Linked DNA regions of Mus musculus: all the other regions are linked to region 2. The links are chromatin contacts, called in public HiChIP or PLAC-seq and promoter capture Hi-C maps. All regions are on one chromosome and are shown on one strand. The core of a region is the stretch at or near the end of the contact, and the rest is flanking DNA. Distances in the headings are between cores, read along the strand shown.

Region 1 (3,621 bases), core at 661-3,160, 440 kb after region 2:
ATGGTTGGGAAATCTTTTGCCCCTTCAGTCCCTACTGTCCCACCTCCATCAGCTCTGTTGCCTAGTGACCAAAGCATCTTCCCCAGGGTCACTGCACTTACAGGGGTCCCCTCAACACTAAGAGGCCACTGGGTTCACTTGTCCAACAACCCCACCTTCTCAGTCCTCAACTCCCGAGGCCTGTCTCTTTCTCCAAACACCAGGCTCCAACTCCTTCCCAGGCTCAGCATCAATTGTGCATCTAACATCTGCTCTTGGGTTCCCACTGTTGCTCCTACCTCATAAACCCAGGGTTGTTGTACAAAGCTGGAACTACCTCTGTGCCCATGGGTGCTGTCTTAGCCCCAGCCCAGAAACCAGAACTTCTGCTTAATCCTTTCCCATCCCCAACATGGAGACCACACCCTCACCTGCCTGTCGAATAACAGACCAGCATCTCACCCCCTAGACAAAATCACTTGCTCTTTAATTGCTGTTAAGATTCACACCACCTGCTTTGGAGGTGAGGGGGGTAACCCCTGCCCCCTCTTCACTCCACTCCCCAATTACCTGGTCTTTTGCAAAATATTTTAGCCAGGAAAAAAAAAAAAAAAAAAAAAAAAAAAGACCGGAAACCACTGACACAGACAGCCCAAAGCCGGGCTGACTAAGGGTGGCAGGGCTGGGCCAGATAAGTCCACACCACCTCTCCCTTTCTGGGGATGGGGGCCAGGACCTTAAAGTCCTCCCAACCACTACACACCCTCTCAGCCCTGGCTGGGAGGGAGCAAAGGATAGAAAAAACGGACCTGGAGCTGCTCCAGGGAGAGAGGGGCTGGACAGAAAGGATTATGGGGGAGGGGTCCCGTTGTAGGGGTGCCCCCTACCCCAGATCACCACGGGCGCTGCACAGTCACAGGTACGCAGTCACGGTCACAGACACAACCCGAGAGCACCCCCACCCTACCCCACCCCTGCCCACCCCTGGCTTCCCCTACCCTGATATGCCCTCCCCTCGCCCCTACCCACCCCATCCCCATGTTGGGGAACAAAGCAATAAATTACAAGGCCCCTCTCTAGTCACCTCCTGTTCCAATCCTTCTCCCTCTACCCCATGATCGTAAGGGGAAGGACCCAGGCTCTCGGCTCCCCCTGGCTCTTTAGCTTCCATTCATAAGATAGGTAGAGGGGGGATATCTGATTTCCACTCCTCATGGTCCCTTTCACGGAAAGGGTTGGGGACCCCTCCACCTCCATGGGCAGCAGGGGTCCTGCCCCTCGCTGCCCTCCCCCCTCACTGGGCAGTGAGATTAGCATGGAAGGGGTGGGGTCCCCAAGTTGGTCCCAAATCTCAGGGCTAGTCTTCCACGTACTAACCCCTCCCTCTGGCGTGGAGTTGCCCCAGGAGCCAGCCTGGGATTCGGCTCCCGCCACCCGATTGTAGAACGCAGGCAGGATTGGATCTTTTCCCCGCCCCTAGGGGGGGCACAAGCCAGCAAGTCCAAACACCTTGGAGCCCGGAACAGCTGCAAGGGAGTGCCCACCTACAAACACCCAGCAGGTAGACCCAGGGCAATCCAAGTAAGAAAGCTGTGAAGTAGGGGCGTGATGAGCTAGGGTCTCCATGCCTCACTGGGGAGAGGGAGGTGAGTTTGTGTCTCCTGGGAGGCGTGCGGGGCTGTGCCCTCGTGGGGGTAGAAAGTGCTCCCGTGGGGCGGGGTGCGGACTGGAGAGGTGAGTGGGTGCATCTGTCCAACGGTCCACCCGGTGTAGTCGTGCCCGGCCCGCGCGGGGGTGGGGGGTGTCTCTCCCGCTGCTGGGCAACTATACCAGCGCGATCGTGGTGTCCACGCGGCCCAAGCTGGCAGCACTGCTCCGGCGCCTCGGGCTGGGCGTGGCGGTAATGCTGGGGGTGGTGGCCGCGCTGGGCGTGGTGGCCGTGCTGCCGCCCTCTCCCGGGCAGCCGTGCTGGAGAAGGATGTCTGCACACAGCTGGCTGCCAGCCTGGCGGGCATAGAACAGTGCCGTGCGGCCTTGCGCATCGCGGGCCGCCACGTCTGCGCCATACTGCAGGAGGAAAAGGTCGTGTGACCACACACCATCCAGGGGACCTCCACCCACATGTTGCCCACCCGACACCTCCAAGCCCACCTCCAGGCTCCCTTTCCCTACCTCTCCGCTCACGTACCCACAACAGCAGCTGTGTAATGACAACGTGGGCGAGCTCGGCCGCCAAGTGCAGCGGCGAGCGGAGCTGCGGGTCCTCCACGCTGGTGTCGAGCGGCCCATGTCGCGCGTGGGCCAGAAGCAGCAGAACGGCGGCCACGTCCTGGGCCTCCACAGCGGCCCACAGTTGGCGGCCCAGCGGCTCCTCCGTGGTGCCCAGAGGCGCCAGGAACAGCAGCTGCTCATACTTGGCGCGAATCCACGACTCACGCTCCTCCCTGCAGCACCAGGGACCAAGGAAAAGAGTTATAAGGGACCTCTTATCCGGACCTCCCAGGAATCGTACACCCTCACGCTGATCCTCGATCCTTACCGCGAAGAGTCCCGTGTAGGCTTGGCACGGCCTCGAGTGTCGCTCTCCCACACGCGGTTGGCTGTGTCGTTGCCAATGGCCGTCAGCACCAGGGTCAGCTCCCGCGGCCAGTCATCCAAATCCAGTGAACGCACTCGGGACAGGTGTGTGCCCAGGTTCCGGTGGATGCCAGAACACTCGATGCAGATGAGTGCGCCCAGATTCAAACTGGCCCACGTGGGGTCTGAGACAGGATGCAACAGTAAGACAAACACCCCACCATTCAACGAACTGCAGCTAACTCCGTACTCTGGGACCCCACCCTCCAATTCCCTCAGCGGTGCCCTTGCACTTACTGGGAGCTCCACAGTCCACACAGGTCGAGTTTCCCTTTGCGTTGCGGATCGCCTGGATGGCCACAGCTTCGCTTTGGCTGTCAGTGCGCAGCTGCAGAGGAGTTGAAGTTAGCTCTGGCACAGCGTACCTCTGACCCTCCCCCCAGCCTCTCCTGCTAGCCTCCATCCATAGCATCAAATCGGTTACCTTGACCTTGCTGCTCTCACAGCACTGCAGACTGGCCAGGATCTGACTCTCAATGGCCTGAACCCAAGCATCCCGCTCCTCAAAGCTGGCTGCCTCAAAGTGCCACGTCTGACCAGTGCTGGACACGATCAGGAACTCAAAGTTTTCCTCTGAGTGGGTGGATGGAGAGGTCATGAGGGGCAGAGTTCAAGCAGGAGGCCTTCCCCCAAACCCTTCCTCCCTGATGTCCTTGGAGCCCTTAGGAGGGGGACAGTAGAAGGAAGGGGGAGCAGAGGGTGGGAAATAGCAGGAAGCCCGAGCACATGCAGGGAGAGGCAGGGCCCCCCACCCCTCTGCACCCCAGCTGAGCACCCCTCCCGGCTCCCACTTGTTACCTGCTTTATAAATATTTCTTAAACTACCAAAGGATTTTAGTTTCCACATTTTGCGCTTGGCTGGTTTCCCGAAGCGAAGAAGATAGAGACAGAATGAAGAGCAAACAGAAAGAGAGAGAGACCAAGAAGAGAAGGAGGCAGATGGAGAGAGAGACAGACAGACAGTGACAGAGAGTGCCAGAGACAAAGCAGGACAGACAGATGGGG
Region 2 (3,555 bases), core at 936-3,435:
TCCTTCCCTGGGGCTATTTTGCGCTGACCCTTCTACCCTCTGTCAGCCATCTTCCTTCCCTCCCCCAGAGTCTGCTCATTCCCCACCACCAGTAATCCCACCCTCTCCACCCCTTCCTTCTGCCAGCCTGCATCTGTAGCCCCCCCCCCCCCCGGAGCCACTGATTCTCTGCCTGTCACCTCAAGATCTCGGGTAGAACAAGACAGGCCCCCAACTGCTGCTTTAGAAAGCCTACCCCTTCGTTAGCACCCTCCCTCTCTGGCCAGGACCAGAAGGGTGCACTATCTTCAACCAAGCCAAATGCAAGGGAGTCTCAAAAACCAAAAAGGACACTGACTGATTCAGATCAGATTGAAAAGCAGATATTCTTAGATGGAAAGAGTCAGGGACAGAGGCAAAGACCCAGAGATAAGTACTGTGCACATGTGTGTATGTGTGCATGCACTTGTAATCTCTGAGAGAATTGGACGGCCTGAGATTAGCTAAAACGATGGTGATGGGGAGGGTCAGGTCTCCTACAGATAGATACTTTGGCCGTGGGCTTCTAGGCACCCAGGATGTGTGACCACCCTTTGCCTTCACCCAGAACTAAAGCAGCTCCTTTGCTTAGGGTCAGCCCTGGCCAGCCATTTGGCCTTGTCCCTGACACTTTGTCTCATCCTGCCTTTATTCGTTCAGCCCTGACTGCACCCCAAATCGCTGCTCCCTGGTTTTTGTCTCCTTGAGTGTCACCAAGTACACCCCTGTCCTTTCCCTGACCCTCTTTTCAGTGTCTGTCACTTCCTGTGTGTCTGTTATTTTCATATCCCTAGGCTTGTCTTTCAGATTGCCTGTGTGTGTGTGTGTGTGTGTGTGTGTGTGTGTGTGTGTGTGTCCCTGTGGGTATTTGCCTCTGTCAAGGCAAGAGGTACTTTGGGTACCTAGCTGTTTCTGTATATCACTGTATGCTACTGTGTGTATAAATCATGTGTGTCCGTCTCTGTGTGCTTATGTGCCTCTGTGTATGCTGGTCTGTATGTGAAGTGGCCTCACTGCTACAGTGTAGCAGGGTACTATTACAGTGGGGTAAGACTGGAGACACACCTTGGGATGTGTGTCTGTCTCTTCATCTCTTTGCATGGTCCTATCTCTTGCTGTCTAGGTGTTGGTCATACTACCTACTCAGCCTCAGACACAGCGCATAGCAACAGCTGACAGCTGAAGACTCCCTGGGTAGGGGAGAGAGAGAAAGACCAGTGGGAGGAGGAAACACGAAGAAACAGCCCTGAGGATGAGAACAGAGACCGTGCTGGAGCTGGGGACAGAGAGAGACAAGGACAGAGATAGACAGGGAAGGGGACGGGATGAGAAGAGCTGAGAGTGGAAGATGGGATTGTGGGAGAGAAAGCACAGGGCTCGTACCAAGAGGGGCAGAAGGCACTGAGGACTTCCTGCCTAGCACCAAACAAGGGTGCTCTGGATCAGGCCAGGGTCAACAGTGCGGATCAGGGGCTAACTTAAAAGAGCCGGTTTAGCCAAGGGGTCCGGGGGCCGCAGAGGTGCCGCGGGGCGGGGACAGGGCGGCGGGCGCCGTTTGTCAGCCCTATTGACAGACGTGATGGGGTTTCCGTCCGTGATCAATGATTCTCATCTCCAGGCCGAATGAGCCGCGGGGCGCCCATCCATCCCCGTCAGCGCCGCGCTCAGTGCTAGTCGCCCGAGGCCCCGCCCGCCCTCACCTCGGTCCCTGTCCGGATCACTGCCCTAGACCTACCTCTGCCAGGATTATAGAAACACCCCCCACCCATCCACCTCGGGCATCACAGGACAGGGTCCTGCTGCGTTCCCTAGCCTGTGTATGGGAACTCATGCTCCGCGACGACCCCTTCCCGCTCACAGTTCAGGGCCTAGAGTCCCACGCCCTATTGTAGCCCTCATCTGCCCCAAGACCTGGCGTCTTTGGGGTGCTGCTCCCCAAACCCCTTGCCCCTCTCCAGCTTCACACCTGAGCCAGGGGTGTGTCCAGGGTGTGTCACGGTGAAAGTCACCTTCCTTGCCCCCAGCTGGGCGGGAGGGGGCGCGCGGGGCGCGGCCGGGATTGGAGCACCGCGGAGCCCCGCCCCCCCACCCCGCCCGCCCGACTCAGACCCAACTTTCTCCCCCGCCCGCGCCCCGCCCCCAGCGCCTTGCTCCGCTCCGCGCTCAGTCCGCGGGCCGAGCCGCCCGCTCCCGCTGCTCGCGCCGCCGCCCTCTGCCCGGCGTCCCTCACCCTGAGCCCAGTCCTGCCGGACTCGGGACCCGCCCTGCCCGACCCGCTCGACCGCTCGGGAAGATGCGGCTGCTCCCGGAATGGCTCCTCTTGCTCTTTGGTCCTTGGCTCCTTAGGAAGGTAAGGGTGGCAGAGCCAAGGTGCGGGGTCCGGGACACGAAGAACACTGCATGCCAGGGGGCTCCGCGCGTCCGCCCCGCCCCCAGGACTAAGCGTCCCAACTTTGTGCGTCGTGGGGGACGTGGACAGACAGACTGCCCGCTTTAGGACTGGCATGCACCCAGCAAGTTGGCTGAGGGTTAGAAGAAGGTGCAGGGTGGAGGCCCGGCTCCAGTCGGATTCAGGCGCGACGGGGGGAGGGGACGAAGCGCGACCCGCGAGTGCGCCAGACAGAGAAGGAGTGCGAGACAGACAGACAAGCCAGCGGGTGTTAGCCTAGCCTTCTTTCCGCACCTACCTCGCTTGCCTCCCTCTGTCTGTCTGTCTGTCCTTCCACCTCTCACCCTCCACCTTCCCATTCCTCTTCTCCTTGTCACAATGCCAGGTAAGCTCTGCGATCCGAGCATACATTATCCAGGCACACGCGCTTACACGGACCCACACCAGCAGGGCTGAACTTGGCTACAATCTTCCATCCCATTTCCCGCGGAGACACCATCTCCCCTGCATAACCTCACAGACACACCCCCCTCTCACGCCTGGTGGTTGTTGTCTGGGAGGGGAGTCTCTCCTTACATCTCCTTCCTGCCCCCACCCTTCTCACTGTCTCTTTTCCTGGGGTTTCTGGGTGAAGACCCAAAGGCTAAAAGGGCCCAGAGCTCATCCTGCCCGACTCTTGCCTTGAGATCTTCAGCCCATATGGGCTCACAGTGCGGACATGGAGTGTATGGGTTAAAACCAGCCCTTGTATGCATGTGTCCAGGGAATCCAGGCACTGGGACCCAAGGTGAATGTCTATGTTGGCATGCCATGGTGGAGACATTGTCTTTGCATGGTTGATTGTGCCTGCTTCAAAGCACTGCCATCTATTTGTGCCCTGAAGTGTGACCCACAAGGGTAGTTTAGACTCTGCCCCCAACTTCCTTTCTCAACTATGACCTACCCAGTTTAAGGGCAACCAGTTGGCTCCACAAGCCCTCACTCTTGGACCTCAATCCCCAGTCTTTAAGAGAAACCAGTAATTCTCCTCCAAAACGCTTGGACCCCAGGCCTGGTGTGGTGTCCTCATAACTACAATAGGGTAGACACTGCCCCAGTGAGCCAGTTAGTAGAGCCCTTGGATTCTCCCAAGCCTATCTGCCTAGTGA
Region 3 (3,804 bases), core at 789-3,288, 400 kb before region 2:
TCCATGGCCTCTTGCTTCAGGTTTCTACCTTGAGTTCTTGTCCTGACCTCCCTTCATGACCTACTGTAAGGAATAAGATGAGATAAACCCTTTCCTCTCTGGGTGTTTTTTTTTTTTTTTCTTACAGAACGTCAACAGGGGAGTGGGGGGCTTGAGAGATGGCTCAGCAGTTAGGAGCATCGACTGCTCTTCCAGAGGTCCTGAGTTCAATTCCCAGCAACCACATGGTGGCTCGCAACCATCGTAATGGGCTCAGATGCCCTCTTCTGGTGTGTCTGAAGACAGCTATAGTGTATTCATATACATAAAATAAATAAATGATTCTTTACAAAAGAAAAGAAAAAAAGAAAAGAAAAAAAGCCAACTAGGACAAATAACCAGAAATATGCTAAATTAAAAAAGCTAGAACTACAGTTAAAAATGCCAAAACATCCTGAGTACCAGCTGGACCTGGATTGCTTATGACCCTGTCTTAAACAAAAAAAAACCAAACAGGGCGGGTGAGACGGCTTATCAGAAAAGGAACTTAAGAAGAAATATGATTCCAGGGAGTGTCCTCTGACCTCCACAGGCTTGCCATGGTGTAGATACGCTCACATATGTACACAGGAATAAGCGTATAAATAATGAACTGGAGAGATGGCTCAGTGGTTAGAGCACTTGCCACACAAACATTATGATCAGAGTTCAGATCTTGGCGTTCCCAGAATTCACAGAAATGCTGTGTGGGTGTCAAAGCCTGTGATTCAGGACTTGGAAGTTGGAAACAAGGGATCCCTGGGGCAAGATAGCAAGCTATACTAGCTGGTGTCAGCGAACTCTGATCCAAGATGTCACCCTCAGGTCTCCACAAGCCTGTCACACACACACACTACACATGAATATCGATACACCACATGGATGAATGCACACAACACGGAAAAAATGAAAATAAATAAAAACCTCTAAATTCCCATCTGCGTGAAAGCTGAACTGTAGTTAAATCTTTCCTTCCGCCAAAGTCTTCACTTAGAGAGGCCAAGCTTTTCCATCAAGGCCCCCATTGGCATACGGAAGGCCAAACAGTACGAAACCTAACCGGCAACATCCAATTCATGCCTCATCAGGGCAATATTTAAACACTGTCTTAATTTTTCTGCCGCTTTCCAATTGTATAATGGCAGCCAGTGTATAGGCCTAAGTTTTATAAAATAAATTTTTTCTTTTTGCCTTTACCCTGGAACTAGGACATTTTAAATTACAAAAATGTATTTGTAGAGTCACTGTTGGGTATTTTTGCAATTGTGAGCAATATCTCTAGATACAACAGCAAGTGATTGGGAGGCCTTATGCAAGAAGCTCCGAGGAGAGTCTGTTTGGAAAGTATCAAGATAATAAAGTCCATTCCATCAATCTTGTCAATTTAGCTACATTATTCTAACATCAGTCCTAACTTAGAGAGTTTGCAACTCTATACCTGAATTATGTTTTGATTTTACCTTAGATTACCATCTGGAAACAGTCCTTTCAAATCTACATTATCTTCCTCAATACAAAACAACTGAAGTTTGATTATGAAACTATAACTAGTCTTCAACCCTATCAGAGATCCAAGAATGAATTACATATTATCTGAATGTATAGGAAGCACAAAAACATAGCTTCCAAAACTTAACCAATTTGCAGAGACAGCTGGTACCTGGACAGTCCCCTATATTTCTTATAATGTTGGAGCAGCTGTCTTCAGCCTTCTGGCTCAGAACCATCTGACAGACCTTACATGAAGCAGGAATAATGGTTAGTATGGTTAATAAAGTCATAACAACTTTTTGGGAGTAGGGAACTCCACTGCTCAATTAGAAAACCACACAAGACAAATATCACACAAGAGAAATATCACACAAGAGAAATATCAGTAAATAAAAGAAATGTGGTTGATCCACTGACTAAGAAAATGCCAAGTAAAATAAGAAAGAATTTGCAATAACCAAGGGGCTGTTTGCTTCGTCAGCTCGAGTGTCCAGGCCTGGCAAGACCTCAAAGACCTGGCGTTCACACACTGTGGGCGGGGTTGCCCTCAGCTGCGAGTAGGGATAGCTGAGTGTCTCCAGGGGGCTGCAGCTGTGCTCCATCCTTAGCATATCCTTTGCTGTGAAAGTCTTTTGGTTTTGTAGTTGTTATTGATTTGGGACATGGTGTCATTACGCAGCCAGGCTGGCCCCAAGCTCAGGATTCTCCTTCATCCTCCCAGATGGTGAGATTACAGACATGCATGCACCATGATGCCCAGCTGCTGCTGCTGCTGCTTCTGCTTCTGCTTCTGCTTCTGCACTTGATCTTAGCCAAAAGGCCGAGAAGCGATGCTTCTGCTTCTGCTTCTGCTTCTGCTTCTGCTTCTGCTTCTGCTTCTTCTTCTTCTTCTTCTTCTTCTTCTTCTTCTTCTTCTTCTTCTTCTTCTTCTTCTTCTTCTTCTTCTTCTTCTTCTTCTTCTTCTTTTTTTCTTCTTCTTCTTCTTCTTCTTCTTCTTCTTCTTCTTCTTCTTCTTCTTCTTCTTCTTCTTCTTTTCTTCTTCTTCTTCTTCTTCTTCTTCTTCTTCTTCTTCTTCTTCTTCTTCTTCTTCTTCTTCTTCTTCTTCTTCTTCTTCTCCTCCTCCTCCTCCTCCTCCTCCTCCTCCTCCTCCTCCTCCTCCTCCTCCTCCTCCTCCTCCTCCTCCTTCTTCTTCTTCTTCTTCTTCTTCTTCTTCTTCTTCTGTTGTTTGAGACAGGGTTTCTCTGGATAGCCCTGGCTGTCCTGGAACTCACTTTGTAGACCAGGCTGGCCTCCCAAGTTCTGGGATTAAAGGCGTGCGTGCCACCACACCCAGCTAATGCCCAGCTTCTTAAGCATTTCCGTTCGCAATCATTCCGAGTGAGTACTTTTGGGGAAAAAAAGAGCCAGGAAGTGATTTGAACCTGTGGTTATTTCATTTCTCAAATTGCTGTAGAGTCTGCATTCAGCTTAATTAAAAGACTGGCTTTTATGTTTTCAACCCTATCTGTTCCCTTCACACTTACCCTGCCCCCCCCCCCACAAAAAAAATTCCTCAGTCAACTGACAGGCTTTTTCTTTCTTCTAGCTTTGCCAACCCCATGCTCAGTTCTCTGTTGACTCCCTTTCTTGTTGACAGGATTTTGCCAAAAATAATATGGCCTCTTGGAAAAAGCTAAAATCTCTCTCCCCAAACTGGCCATCTCTGACCCAGTCTTTCCATTTGATTCTGTTCTCTTGTGAGCGAGACACCATTAGAAGAGCCACAGATCCCCTTCTTGGGTTCTGATGCCAAGGTTGAATGTGTTGGGGCTCCTTTTGGGTCAGATCTCCTCCACTCTTTTGAATTGAATTCCTGGATCTGCTGGATGTTGCGTTGCATTTATGCCACGCCTATATCATTGGGCCAGCAGGGATGGAGGGGTACTGTTGCATAAGTTAATTGAGGCTGCTGCTCAAATTGCCCTGCTCCACTAGTAGCTGCCTGAGTTCCTTGCCACCCACCAAAATGCTCTGGATTCTAGAATGAAACACACACACACACACACACACACACACACACACACACAGTCTTATTATTATTTTTTTTAAGATTTATTTATTATTATACATAAGTACACTGTAGCTGTCTTCAGATTACGCCAGAAGAGGGCTTGAGATGTCATTACTGGTGGCTGTGAGCCACCATATGGTTGCTGGGATTTGAACTCAGGACCTTCGGAAGAGCAGTCAGTGCTCTTACCCACTGAGTCATCTCACCAGCCCGAGAGTCTTTTTTCTGTTTTTGTTTTTTTTGTT

What was found. Promoter capture Hi-C pulls out the DNA fragments that hold promoters and counts their contacts. HiChIP or PLAC-seq counts read pairs in DNA pulled down with a chosen protein or histone mark.
Region 1: a FOXA1 HiChIP or PLAC-seq map of pancreatic cancer cells shows a contact between it and region 2. The contact joins the enhancer-like site here to the promoter of Nxph4 in region 2. A contact is called at or near these places in 3 of 39 promoter capture datasets (embryonic stem cells, hippocampal neurons and liver), 1 of 484 Hi-C or Micro-C datasets (embryonic stem cells) and 2 of 115 datasets of contacts at active chromatin or transcription factors (embryonic stem cells and pancreatic cancer cells).
Region 3: a promoter capture Hi-C map of the SN4741 cell line shows a contact between it and region 2, with 2.8 times the contacts expected there. The contact joins the enhancer-like site here to the promoter of Nxph4 in region 2. A contact is called at or near these places in 6 of 39 promoter capture datasets (the 3T3-L1 cell line, the SN4741 cell line, cranial neural crest and 3 more), 1 of 484 Hi-C or Micro-C datasets (nephron progenitors), 1 of 115 datasets of contacts at active chromatin or transcription factors (pancreatic cancer cells) and 1 of 9 other capture datasets (adipose tissue).

What each region holds. Positions count from the first base shown.
Region 1 is chr10:127,089,995-127,093,615 of GRCm38.p6, reverse strand. It overlaps Agap2 (ArfGAP with GTPase domain, ankyrin repeat and PH domain 2), which reads right to left. Exons shown (of 19, transcript NM_001033263.5): 14 at 3,415-3,474; 15 at 3,041-3,189; 16 at 2,854-2,944; 17 at 2,519-2,741; 18 at 2,168-2,423; 19 at 446-2,046. The coding sequence ends at 1,804. Among named protein-coding and RNA genes, the nearest start is that of Agap2, 13 kb to the right of the region's middle. Within about 2 kb of position 1,910, at least 45 of the 459 cell types and tissues checked have an H3K27ac peak or open chromatin away from gene starts, as enhancers often do. A contact at or near this core is called in pancreatic cancer cells, where this site is marked.
Region 2 is chr10:127,533,189-127,536,743 of GRCm38.p6, reverse strand. Nxph4 (neurexophilin 4) reads left to right here and starts at 2,185. Exons shown (of 2, transcript NM_183297.2): 1 at 2,185-2,368. The coding sequence starts at 2,312.
Region 3 is chr10:127,930,970-127,934,773 of GRCm38.p6, reverse strand. No RefSeq gene overlaps it. Among named protein-coding and RNA genes, the nearest start is that of Gm40804, 7.6 kb to the right of the region's middle. Within about 2 kb of position 2,038, at least 3 of the 459 cell types and tissues checked have an H3K27ac peak or open chromatin away from gene starts, as enhancers often do. A contact at or near this core is called in the SN4741 cell line, where this site is marked.